Regions from separate parts of the Danio rerio genome. Here region 2 is linked to region 1. The links are chromatin contacts, called in public Hi-C maps. All regions are on one chromosome and are shown on one strand. The core of a region is the stretch at or near the end of the contact, and the rest is flanking DNA. Distances in the headings are between cores, read along the strand shown.

What was found. A called contact is a pair of places that touch in the nucleus more often than the background predicts.
Region 2: a contact with region 1 is called in a Hi-C map of embryo, with 3 times the contacts expected there. The contact joins the enhancer-like site here to the promoter of erap2 in region 1. A contact is called at or near these places in 8 of 18 Hi-C or Micro-C datasets (caudal fin, embryo, hematopoietic stem cells and 2 more) and 1 of 4 datasets of contacts at active chromatin or transcription factors (caudal fin).

Annotation. Positions count from the first base shown.
Region 1 is chr5:56,354,605-56,360,995 of GRCz12tu, reverse strand. It overlaps erap2 (endoplasmic reticulum aminopeptidase 2), which reads left to right and starts at 2,334. Exons shown (of 19, transcript NM_001123052.1): 1 at 2,334-2,367; 2 at 3,438-3,997; 3 at 4,118-4,256. The coding sequence starts at 3,501.
Region 2 is chr5:56,605,440-56,611,766 of GRCz12tu, reverse strand. No RefSeq gene overlaps it. Among named protein-coding and RNA genes, the nearest start is that of trnap-ugg, 9.3 kb to the left of the region's middle. Within about 2 kb of position 2,001, at least 7 of the 62 cell types and tissues checked have an H3K27ac peak or open chromatin away from gene starts, as enhancers often do.

The DNA of each region.
Region 1 (6,391 bases), core at 1,085-3,584:
TTAGAGAAAGACAGATAATATCAACACCAACGGCTCTACCTTCTGCTTTGTACATCTGGATGAATTTGAAGTGTCTTTGACATAAAACAAAAGTTGCAGCATTAATTGGACATTTTTTTTGCAAGTCATTTGATTCTTATGATGAAAAATAGCTTGAGTCAAGTTTACCACTAAGCCTTACATCCTACCCTAAAATTATACAAAACAATTATTATTAATGACACAGTCATTTACAGTTTTATTATTAATTTTAACAATAATCACCCATTATGTGATAAATGCAATGTTCGCTAGTTTGGCTATGGCAGATCAGTAACTTTGTTTCATAAGTATTTAGCATTATTATTTAACTTTATTTAGTAGTCATGTTATTATTTAGATAAATATATGGTAATATTTTAGGATTTTATATATATATTATGTTCATATTTATACTTAATCCCTATTATTACATTGCTACTTGCCACAAAACGTAAAAATTAGACACAAAATATTGTTCTGAGTCATAATGGTTAATTATTTTATCCAAATGAAAGTTGACAGAAACAAAACAGCAAATGGGTCATACACTAACTTGTACATTATTTATTCAGTCGGGTTGCATAACAGGGTTACGGGTTGCGTCTTTGATAAACTATGACAGATCAAATTCATTGTAATGTAAGAATTAATAAATCCATGTGAAACTGTCCCTTAAATGGGATGTAATGACTTCAGTTTCGCGTTCAGACGCACTTTGCACTCACACTACAAGCGTACCGCACCCGAGCCCAACCGAACCACACTTCAGACCAACTGGGCCAAGGCCGGCCAACTGAACCACACCTGGGCACAATTCGGAGCACTTGCATTTGTCAAACAAACTGGGAAATAGGGGTCAAACATACCTTGGCATGGTTCAGACAGCCTAGCGTACCTTAAAGCATACTAACCTACGTATTATTCATTTACAAGATGAAACCAAACTGTCAAAAAAAGGGAAAAAAAAAAACGTAGGGTTTACTTCAAATCATGTTGACCATGTGAATTTATTCATACACATACTTTTATGTTTATATTTAAAGCCACTGTTTTTGCAACTGAATAATCCTTACATTAATAAATTCAGCCTTTACTGTTTTTGTCAGTCTTAAATTTAAATAAATAGTTAATAAATTATTACTACTCAATTTAATGTTTCAACATAGGCAAATTCTGAAAATGTAGCCCTATATATACATTTCTGATTATCGTGAAATATGTAGCCAGAGCTATGTATGGCTGCATTACATCTTTAAAACGAATGCTACAAGGCGGTATGACATCGTTTCTTTTCCCGATTACCAGCTAACCGTTTACCTCCGTATAGATGGCTTTGCCTACTTTTACCAGTTTGTCTGGTAGCTCCACATGTAGTTCATTGGTGGATTTGAGACACAGATTGGAGTTGACCGCGATGACGGGGTTCGAGTCTGGTGAAGAACGGTTCCAGAAAAGATCGGTCAGTTGGTGAGTCAGTAAGTCAGTCAGTCAACAGCAGCCTCTGGTGGATTTATGTGAGAACAGCAAGAGCGAATGGCCCTCATGAGAAAAAATTGGGATCTAAAAAAAGCGCACACAGTGGCCTCTGGTGGATTCATGAAAACAAAAACTGCAAAAAAAAAAAAAAAAAAAAAAAAAAAACTTAGGTCTTCTGGACGTATTCTGCTCTCTCCAGCAGTACGTAATCAGAATAAGCCTGGGTTACAATGTTTTGTGTCTTATTGTTTAGTTTTGTGAAAAGTAGCCATCTACAGTGCCATAATGTACATCTAGGTGTTTCTTTTGCATAATAAAGCAAGAATTGCAAGAATAACTATACTTGGAACGTGCATTATAACATTTATTTTATTAATTTTAATTTCAGTAAAACGAGGTTAAGACACAGACAACAACAAATACTGCTACTACTAATAATAGCCTAATAATAATAATAATAATAATAATAATAATAATAATAATAATATTAAATCAGGGACAGAGGGGTAGTGAGTGATAATAATAATAATAATCGTTGTTGTCATATAAAAAGGCTACAGTATACAGTACTGTGTAGCTTACTGTTTTTAAAACAAAATGTCAAAAGAATCCGCAGTGTTTTAGTGTGGCAGCAGTGAGCTGGCGTGTTTACTTCTCGAGCATGACCTGTCTGTTTGTCCGCGTTGATGGCTGGAGGTCAGTCCTGTGTTCTCTGGCTCGTATTGTACGCTGAATGCAGACACTCAGTCTGAGTCTGACAGTGTATGTATATGCCATCCACTGCCGCTGGTGCTGCGAACCAGGAACTGTGGGCAGGACAAGTGAAAGGGAAAATGAAAGCATCGACTCAATGATCCAGCTGAAATTCAGGTAAAGACATTAACACGGTTAAAACAGCGGTTAAAATGAACATTGTTATTCACTGACGCTGTTAGTAGATACTTGTTGTTCTATTGCATAGACACCACATCATAGTGTCACAAACGTACAGCTAGCTTGCACTGTAATCTGTATACAGTAGATGTCGATGTACACCGTGAACATGCTCTCTCACATTGCTGAGGTCAACAGAGAGCGCAGCACTACCATGCGTGTTGTTGTCTTTGTTTTAAGTAGAGATGTTGTCATTCTAACATTTGCTAGGATGTTTACAGTGCTTTATATGACACATTTTCATATTCTCAACTAATGTTATGATAAAATGTGTATTTGAACGTTCTCATTTAGCAAACCAGAGGCAGAATTTGTTAAATTAGTGTATAATGTAATGTGTTTACTTTCTAATTAATGTGCTAGTATCAGTCTAGCCTATGGATAATTTATTTTTTTTAGGCTAGGTAGGCTAATTGTTTTGTTATGTGTTATGCTACTTTGCCATTAAACTAGTCAATTAGTACAGATTTTAAAGGCATCCACTGGGTAAAACAAATGTTAAGTTGGTTTATTATACGGTGGTGACCCCAGATGAATAAATAAATATTGGAATGCAATAAACTCACAGTTGTATTGTTAGTCTCTAGTTCTTGTTAGTAAATACATAAATGACCAATATCTGTACAGCATTTATAATTTATATTTATTGTTAATTTCAACAGTTAGTACCTGCAGGTTAACAAGGACCAGCAATAAACACATTTATTTTCATTAACTAACAATTCATTTACTTACATCAATGAACAATGAAGAATAAGTACTGTAATAAACATATTGTTTTTGTCAAAAAAAGCATTACTAACATTAACTCATGCAGGCTTTTTGTGGAGTTTGTGCAGGAAAATGTATATATATATATATATATATATATATATATATATATATATATATATATATATTCAAAGATTCTGGCTGGCCTTATAGTTATTATCTAGTTAAACAAATGAAATGAACACTTTAATTATTTACACATTATGTGATCATCAGCTTCACCTTTGTCTCCACAGGTTACAGTGACAGCCATCCAACCATAAGTATCTAAACCAAACATTGACTACAAATTATTTTTCATGATGCATCTGCTGTTTTTAATCTTGCTGTTTTTGGAGTCACTCTGTTATGTCCAGTCCTCTGAAAGCAACAGTCCAACTGGTGATAACCTAGCCACAGACGGCCTTCCTTTCCCATGGAGTAAAGTGCGTCTGCCAAACTACATAGTGCCAGTACACTATCATCTTCTCATCCATCCCAATCTGACCACACTGAGCTTCACTGGATCCGTCAAGATTGAAATCGATGTGAAAAACAACACAAACTGGGTGGTGCTGCACAGCAAGAACCTGAAGATCTACACCGCCACTGTTTTAGACGAGCATGAAGCCCATCTGTCAGAAAAAACACTGTCTGTTCTTGAGTATCCTCTACACGAGCAGATCGCCATCTTCTCCCCAAAGATCCTCACTTCCGGGGAAAAATATTTCTTGTATCTGGAGTTTGGCGCACCGTTGAGTGATGGCTTCCATGGCTTTTATAAGAGCACATACAGGACCAAATCAGGAGAGACAAGGTACTGTGTGGTTAAACTGCTTAATGTAGCATTGTAGAAAGCAATAATATGCAAGAAATGCATAAATGAATTGTAAATGAATGCTAAATAATCAATCTGATTTATTTTCCTTCACTAAAGAGTCTTGGCATCCACCCATTTTGAACCCACATCTGCCCGGATGGCGCTGCCGTGTTTTGATGAGCCCGTTTTCAAAGCTAATTACACTGTCAGAATAAGAAGAGGCCCATCACACATTGCTCTGTCGAACATGCCTTTAGTAAGCTTGTTTAGTTTATTTAGCCATTTTCGGGCTCAACTGAATACATTATATTAAAAATGAACAAAAATACCTTTTTTTATTATTAATAAAATTAACTGTGAATAATAATAATAATAATAGTAGTAATAATAATAATTGGTAAAAAAATAATTAAATTGCTGAGCATTTTATTATTATTATTATTAATAATAATAATAATAATAATTGCATTTCTTTTCATTTATTCAACTGCAGAATTTTTTAATAATAATAAAATGTGGCAACACTTTTCTTTAAAGTGGTGTGCATAAGATTATGTTCATAAGACACATGAATATGAATGAGGTATTATGCATGTTTTGGGTCTTTTTAAATGCAAAGGTGCCATTGTTTGAGATTGAAATGTCTATAGCTATGTTTCCATCCAAAGATGGAAATTAAATTTATATGCAAAACTGAAACATTCCATAAAAGACGTGCAAATAAAGCAACATTTCCATCTAATGAGTCAAAGAGAACAAAATCATCACTTCTTGATTAACTCCCGGCAAATGTCAGAAGTAAAAACGAGATTTGCTGCAGTAGGAGAAGCTGTGGATCTTCTCTTTAATTAATAAATTATTGCACCTCAAAAGACAATGCCAACTAGAAATGAACACGTGGTGGCATTTGTAGATGTGGGATGCAGAGCACAGATGCTTTTGACAGGTCTTGAGGTATTTAATAATATGACAACACTAAACTGAAACGCATAGGCGTTTTAGAATGACCAAAACAATTGTCCAAAAAAAGTTTATCCTACTCAATTATGTTTTTTATGCACATTTTCAAAATAAATGATCATCTTGGCATTTCCATCGACCATTTTTTTATGCCTATATCCTAATTGCACATAAAAATAGGTGGATGGAACATGACATAGCTTTTGTCATAACAATATGACATCAAGACAATGTAACTTGTCATAAATCTGTCATAAACAGGATTGTCATAAAGTCGTTATAATTGTGTTATGAATTTTATAACAGCGTTGTTAAAATTTGTTCTATTGTAGTTATTTTTATAATATTTTATAACAGTGGTACAAATTTTATTAAAATGTCATAAATATCATTGATGCTGTTATAAAATTATGTATTGATTAAGCATGGGCTGATTAAGATTCTGACGGTATCATAACCTTGGATAAACATATCATGGTTTCATGGTATTTCTGTATTATGATTACTGCTCTAAAATAAGTTATTCTAAATGTCTGGTGTTTCCCTTTTGAACACAATATATTTTATTTTGAGAAACATTGAAAATATTTGAAAAACATTTAAAATATAATATTACATTTAAAATATATACTTTTAAACTATATAATAATAATATATTTTGGATTTTAAATGTTTTTAAAACCCAAAATATTTTATTCTTACAATAAACATGTCAGGCTAAATGAATTATTGACTTCTGCTGTCTTAATTTGTTTCAAAAACAGATATTTTTACAATTTAAAATGACATTTATATATATATATATATATATATATATATATATATATATATATATATATATATATATATATATATATATATATATATATATATATTGTCGCTAAAGATACTGCTGTCTTAAAAACGAAACAAACAAAAAACATTAAAAAAAGAGACACATACCTTAGGAACAGTGATTTTCCAAACCGTAGTATACCTTGAAAACGTTTATCATCCCATGCCTAGTGTTGACATATTTACTGATAATCTTAGTGGCAAATTTGGCTAATGGCTACAATTATGTTCCACTCAAAAAAGTAATAAGAATGTTCATGACACATAATGGCCACATGACAATAATGTTTATGACAGATTTATGACTAGTTACAGGTATGTTGTCTAAGTAATGTAAAGTTTTTTTATGATGTTTGTTATATGTCAAGTTGTCATAACAAAGACATCTTAAACAATGTCATATTTCTATTTAAAATTGCATGACTGCATATGCATGCATAGAATTTCATTCATATTCATAACATGCAAGTGGCATATCATGATTATAAAGGTGTCACGAGAGTCTTATGAACACCCCGTCAAGTAAAGTGTTACCAAAAATGTTAATGAAAGTGTATCATGTGAAAAAAAAATATATTCTCTAAATTTTGAACAAAC
Region 2 (6,327 bases), core at 752-3,251, 250 kb before region 1:
CAGTATTCTTTGCTTCCTGGGTTTCAGCATTTCCAAAACAGGTCTAAAAATAACCAAATTTTAAATTCACCCATTGTGAACTGGGCTTTGATTTGATGATTTGGTGTAACTTGCTCTCAGTTGTGTGGAGACCATTGAAGAAGTGCTTTGCTCCTTTTTGTCTCCTTGTTTACTTCTAGATTGAGACCTTACCAAAAGAGAAGTGAGTGTTACTTTGAGGTGCTTTTTAGCAGTAAAGATTATGTTCATTTTTATGTCTTTTGTGTTTTGGTAGAAGGAAAGTAGGTTCCTTTTTTGTTTTGCATGACTAATTTTCTTCTGTTTATGTTAGTTTAGGGATGCAGTTTAGTAAGACAGTTTCAAAATAAAGTTAGATCTGTTATATTTTGACTTTGCTAAAGTTAATATCCTTCTGTTTTTGCTTCCCTTTTGATTTCTGTTCATAATATTATTTAGTTTTGTTTGGTTGTTGTTCCCACCTTTTTTGAGTGTGAAGACTTGGTTCTTCTCTGTGAATACAGGCCATTTATGTCTGTTGCGGTCTTTCTCTATAGTGTAACTTAGGTCGTAGCATAAATTGTGGACACATCCATGCCTTAGCCCATGTTTCAGATCTTGTCTAGTATTTAAATGTGATTACTTTGTTGTCTGACAACAGTTTAGCAAGTAAGTAAGTGGTTTAGTTTCTTCTGCACTTACAAGTGCCCAAACTCGGTCCTGAAGGGCCGGTGTGCTGCATATTTTAGTTCCAACCCCATTTAGACACACCGGAACCAGCTAATCAAGGTCTTTCTAACTATACTAGAAACTTCCAGGCAACTGTGTTGAAGGAAGTTGGAGCTAATCTATGCTGGACACCGGCCCTCCAGGACCAAGTTTGGGCACTCATGGACCTGCTGTCACTACTTTTTTTTTTCTTCAGTTTTATGATTCCTGCCTAATCAAATTGAACATAGAAGGTAAAAAGCATCATAATGAACTACCTCAAGACATAGGCAATTTATAATTGCAACTAACTGTTTGGAAGCAATAAAAGTGTCCAAGAAGATGTCTAAAACCTTTACACGCATTGACCCAGAGACTGTTTAGATCCATGTCACTGATGAGAAGATGACGGATGTTTACTGTATGATGACCAAAATGTTGTCATGACATCAGATTGACATTGCACTCAACGTCGTAGGACATTGCATTTTGTTTGGAAATGAAAATTAGGTTGACATCAGAACCCAACCTAAGGCCGACCTAAATGTCCAATGTCCAACCAAAAATCAACCAAATTTCAACGTCTAATGATGTTAGAGCTTGACGTTGTGTAGATTTTTACCAGACGTTATGATGTTTACCAGATGTTAGATTTTGGTTGCCATACCTGACAAATAAATGGCAATATTTGATGTCAATATGACATTGGTTTAAGATATTGGCTGGAATAATATTTACAACAGATACTTTTACTCTACTTGGACTACATTTTATGCAAGCAATGGTACTTGTAGTATGATTACAAGTAATGGTTACTTAAGTATGATTTCTTTTATACTTTTTCCACCAGTTTACATTGAAAAGTTGTATTTTCTTTCTTGTCAATACTCCAGCTTTTAATATGAAGATTTGATGCTAATTTTTTATTAGAAAATATTCAAGAAATATTCATATTTCCACAGTATTTATTTTTACAGTGTTGAATAAACACAACCATAGTACACAAAAAAAAAAAAAACAATTATAAAAATTTAAAAGTCAATATTTCTAAACTACTGAAAATTACAATGTTTTAAAAGCAATAGATTTTTTCCACATCTGGTACTGAATATTTCTGTCTCAAAAATCCCTCTGTATTTTATTTTAGCACCCCCTCCCCCACTCCCACACAGTTTAACAGAAGTTGGCAGAGATCTGTATGCCAGTCTTTATGGCTCCTTCACCACTCTTAGCATGGAGTCAGGTGTGGTTCAAGAAAAATCAGGAAACCAGTTGTTGACTAAGGCAGCTGTGTCTCTAGTAGACTCCCAGCGTGACTGTGCATGGATTAGCTGGAACGCTCTTTCCCACAGCTCACACGGCGTGCACAGCCCAGGCCAGATGTGCCTGTGAAAACCATTCATCACACTCTGTGCTCTTGTTTTCATCTTTTTGTTTGCCCTGTTTGATACGAAGAACAAAAAGGCTGGTCACTTTCTTCTTCGTTCTCACTTTTTGTCTATTTGTTTTTCGTCTGCTACAGCGAAAAAGAGAGGATTACGTCTGAAGCTGTCACTGAGTGCGTTTAAATGCACATTCTTAATCTGAAAATGCTCAATAAGCCGACAGTGCTCAATATGCAAAAGTGTTAATATTAAAAATGTGTTTCCCTTTGTCATAATTGGCTTAAGCATAACCCGATAGTCAACATTAGATCATATCTCATATATTTCGCTTGCATATAAATGAAAAAAGAAAAAAAAAAGGTTTCCTATTGGTTTATTGAAGTGTGCAAATGTCATACTATTTATTTAAGCACAGCCAGACAGAGCAAACACTGCAGCGGAAGGGGATAAATATACCATAGATTCAGATGCTTTCACAGAGAATTATACAAATGTGCAGCATTAATGAAAGTGCTACAACCTACAACCAAGATCTTGTAGAAAGATTTGAGCGGTGGATCATCCACCAATCATCACAGCTAGGTTTTTGCCTCTTACATCAATTTAACCCATTACCCTGCATTTTGTTGGTTTATTGATGTATACATGTGTACAACCTGGTGCTAGTAAGGTGTGCCTAATAAAGTGGCCGGTTAATGTATATATATGCACTGCTACCCAATGCACTTCTGGTTAGAAGGTAAATGTATTTCGTTGCACTCATTCATTGCATTTATTGTACGGTAACATGCAATGGCAATAAATTTTAATTGAATAGTCAATGAACAGATTTTTTTTCTGAATTATATGCATTTTGGTGTGCATGTAAACCTGCTCAGTTTGCTGGAAAATTGTAATAAGATTTGGAGTTGGGGTTGGGGGATGGATGACTGAAAGGAATAGTGAGGAAGGCAGGGGGCTGAGGTCATCACAGGATGTTCAGCACATAAATTATCATTAATCTCTATCTCTCCAGCTGACTCCACCCCTAATGTCTCCCTTTTCTCTATTCTCATGGTGTTCTGTCTGAAGAGTGGGAATGCAGCATGGTTTATGAAACAAATTTAATAGAGTGCTGGAGCTCTGAGCTTTTTTTTCTACATTTATCAGATGCATTTCAAGCACCAAATTGAATAATAAACTGCGACAGGTTGCTAATATTAAAACAAATATGAGATTGTCTGTTAGATGAGGAGCTTCACCCTTCCTTACAGTTATTAAATTTAAATTAATTTAAAAAATGATGCAGAAGCTTCTAGTTTTCTGCTGCTGATGTCCTGAATTCAGAATACTTTTTCTGGCTTAAACGTCTAAAAAATTAGGTTGGGTGGGGGGTTCTTTTTGGGTTTTAAAAACCTTGTAAAACAGCATACACTGTTTATAGGAATGTTATTCAATTCAATTCACCTTTATTTGTATAGTGCTTTTACAATTTAGATTGTGTCAAAGCAGCTTTACACAGAAGATCATAGTAGATTGAAAGTCTAGTTTTCATTGTTTAAGTTGTTTAGTTTAGCTCAGTTCAGTTCAGTTTTGCTCAGTTCAGTGTGGTTTAATAATCACTGCTGAGAGTCCAAACACTGAAGAGCAAATCCATTTATGTGCAGCTCTGCAGGTCCCGAACCATGCAAGCCAGTGGCGACAGCGGCGAGGATAAAACTTCACCAATTTGCGAAAGTGAAGATTTAAAAAACCTCGAGAGAAACCAGGCTCAGTTGGGCATGACCATTTCTCCTATGGTTAAATGTCTTATGAAGAATGGCTGAAGGTTTAAGCTGTACTAAACTGGTTTTTAGTTGGTCTTTAGGTGATTTCATAAACTGGGTCATATGCAGGAGCTTAAGCAAGACATATCACAGCAATTTGGGACTTTTTGATTTAATGGTTAACTTGTGTAACTTTGGACAATTTAATTTGTACATTTTAGTATGATTGCCCATGCCCAATTACAATTGGATTGAGGGGTGGAGTTTATAAAACCTCAATTTAAAAATCATACGTTTTTTTTTATAAGAATATATGTTATGTATTATATAAATTTCTGCCAATATGTAAAATAGAGAAAGATTCTTGTAAGATAAGGCAGGCTTAAACCAAAACAGGACCAGCTAAGAACCAGCAGCAATGCTTCAAACCCAAACAGCATGTGCGTGATGTGTTTCACAAATTGTTGCTTAAACTTTTTATTGACAAATTACTTATAGATACAATATTTTTGATTTGGCTAAAATGTCTTGTACGATCTATACATACATCTATAATTGCATGTGAATAATATTTTAGTTTATGTGAAAAAAAAAAAAAAAAAAAACCCACTACGTTATTGTTATTGGCTGCTGAGAAAAAAGGTACACCCTGTGTAATCACATTAATGAGCAAATGTCTTAAATCTTCAAAATACGATTTGTAAAGTACTGATTATTGACATATAATATAAGATATAATGATATATGATATAAGATCAATTATGGAAATTATGGGACACTAAGAAATGTCAAATAATAGGCTGATTTTAAGCTATAATGTGAATGGTATTTGAGTATTGTTAGATTTACATTGAATTAAAATGTTATATTAAAGTGTTTAAAGCACAAACTAATAATTTATTATTATTATTATTATTATTATTATTATTATTATTATTATTATTATTATTATTATTATTATTAATATTATTATTATTATTATTATTTTACCCAAAACAAGCTTTAATAAAGAACATTATTGCATTGCAAAATTGTCATCTACCTTAACATTTATTTGGCTGTTATCCGACCTGTGTCTCATTGACATAAGGCCACTTAGCGAAAAAAGACGTCTTGCAAATCTAATATTAAAAACTGGCAATTGCAAAGTAGTGCACTATGTAGGCAATAAGAAACATTTTAGAGAGAAAAAATATGTCTCCAAAGCACAAAGAGGTCCAGTGCAGAGAGGCTTAATGTGTCATGTGGCACATTAACAAACAGCTTAAACCAACTTAAAACAAACAACTTAAGAGGGTTTTAGAGGGGTTTTGACCATTTCCAGGCTGGTTTAGTCACTCTTAGGCTGGTCTTGGCTCGTTCAAGCTGGAAGACAGATGGAAAGACCTGCTAAAACCAGCTTGACCAGGTAAGACCGCACTAAAAGTGGTCAAAATCCCTCTTAAACCAGTCTGATTTACCAGATAAAGCAAAGTGCCTTTAAAGGAAGTCATTTCACTCTGCGACCTCTCTGGCAGCACTGTTAAAAATTGTCCCGTTAAAAACAGTAAAATACTGGCAGCTGCAGTTGCCAGCAATGTACTGTTATTTTACAGTATGTTGCTGTAAAAATACATGGACTACATTGATTTACACAATACTCAAGTGAACTCATTTTGCTCACTGAAAGTAACTGCCTCAACTTGGTCAACTGCTGAATGAGTTTATGAAGTAATGTGCTATATATGCTTAGAAGCATACTTATAATGATAACTTATTTTAGTTAATTAGAAAAGTTCGGTTTAACTCTAATGTCTTATTTTTCACAACAGCACACATACATGTAAATCTGAAATCACCAGAGAGATTCTGACTGCATCAGCAACTAAACAGCCGCTATCTTTAAATAGAGAAACATGCAGAATAACATCAGCAGTTCATTGTTCATCTTTAACTCATACACTGGCTCTACTCTCCTCCACAACGGTGACACACAGAAGAAATTAGCTTCAGGTTTTACAGTAAAATACTGTTTTTTCCTTGATTTAACAGTAATCTACTGGCAGCTGTGGTTGCCAGCAATATACTGTTTTTTAACAGTCTACTTCCGTTGTGTAAATTAACAGTATATTACTGTTAAAATACATTTTTACACTGTGTTTTTACCTCTCACACCTTTAACCCTTTAAACCCCAGAGCAAATACTTCAGTTTTAATTGAAGTGTCCACACTACTGAGTGTTCAAGAAACATGGAGCAAAGCTGAAGTAAATTCATTAATTAACTGACTAATTAAATGATAATTGAGGATTAACAATGAACAAATGAAGAAATACTGAAGGGAAAAAACAAGAACAGAACATACAAAACTTTAGTCACAGCTTTATAATGAAATAACCTGAAGAACAACAAATGATTAAATCATTTAAATGATCAGCGGATGATTAAACAACTCTACAAACATCATCACCAGCTACACTTATTACTTAATACATGTATTTTTGTATAACATTT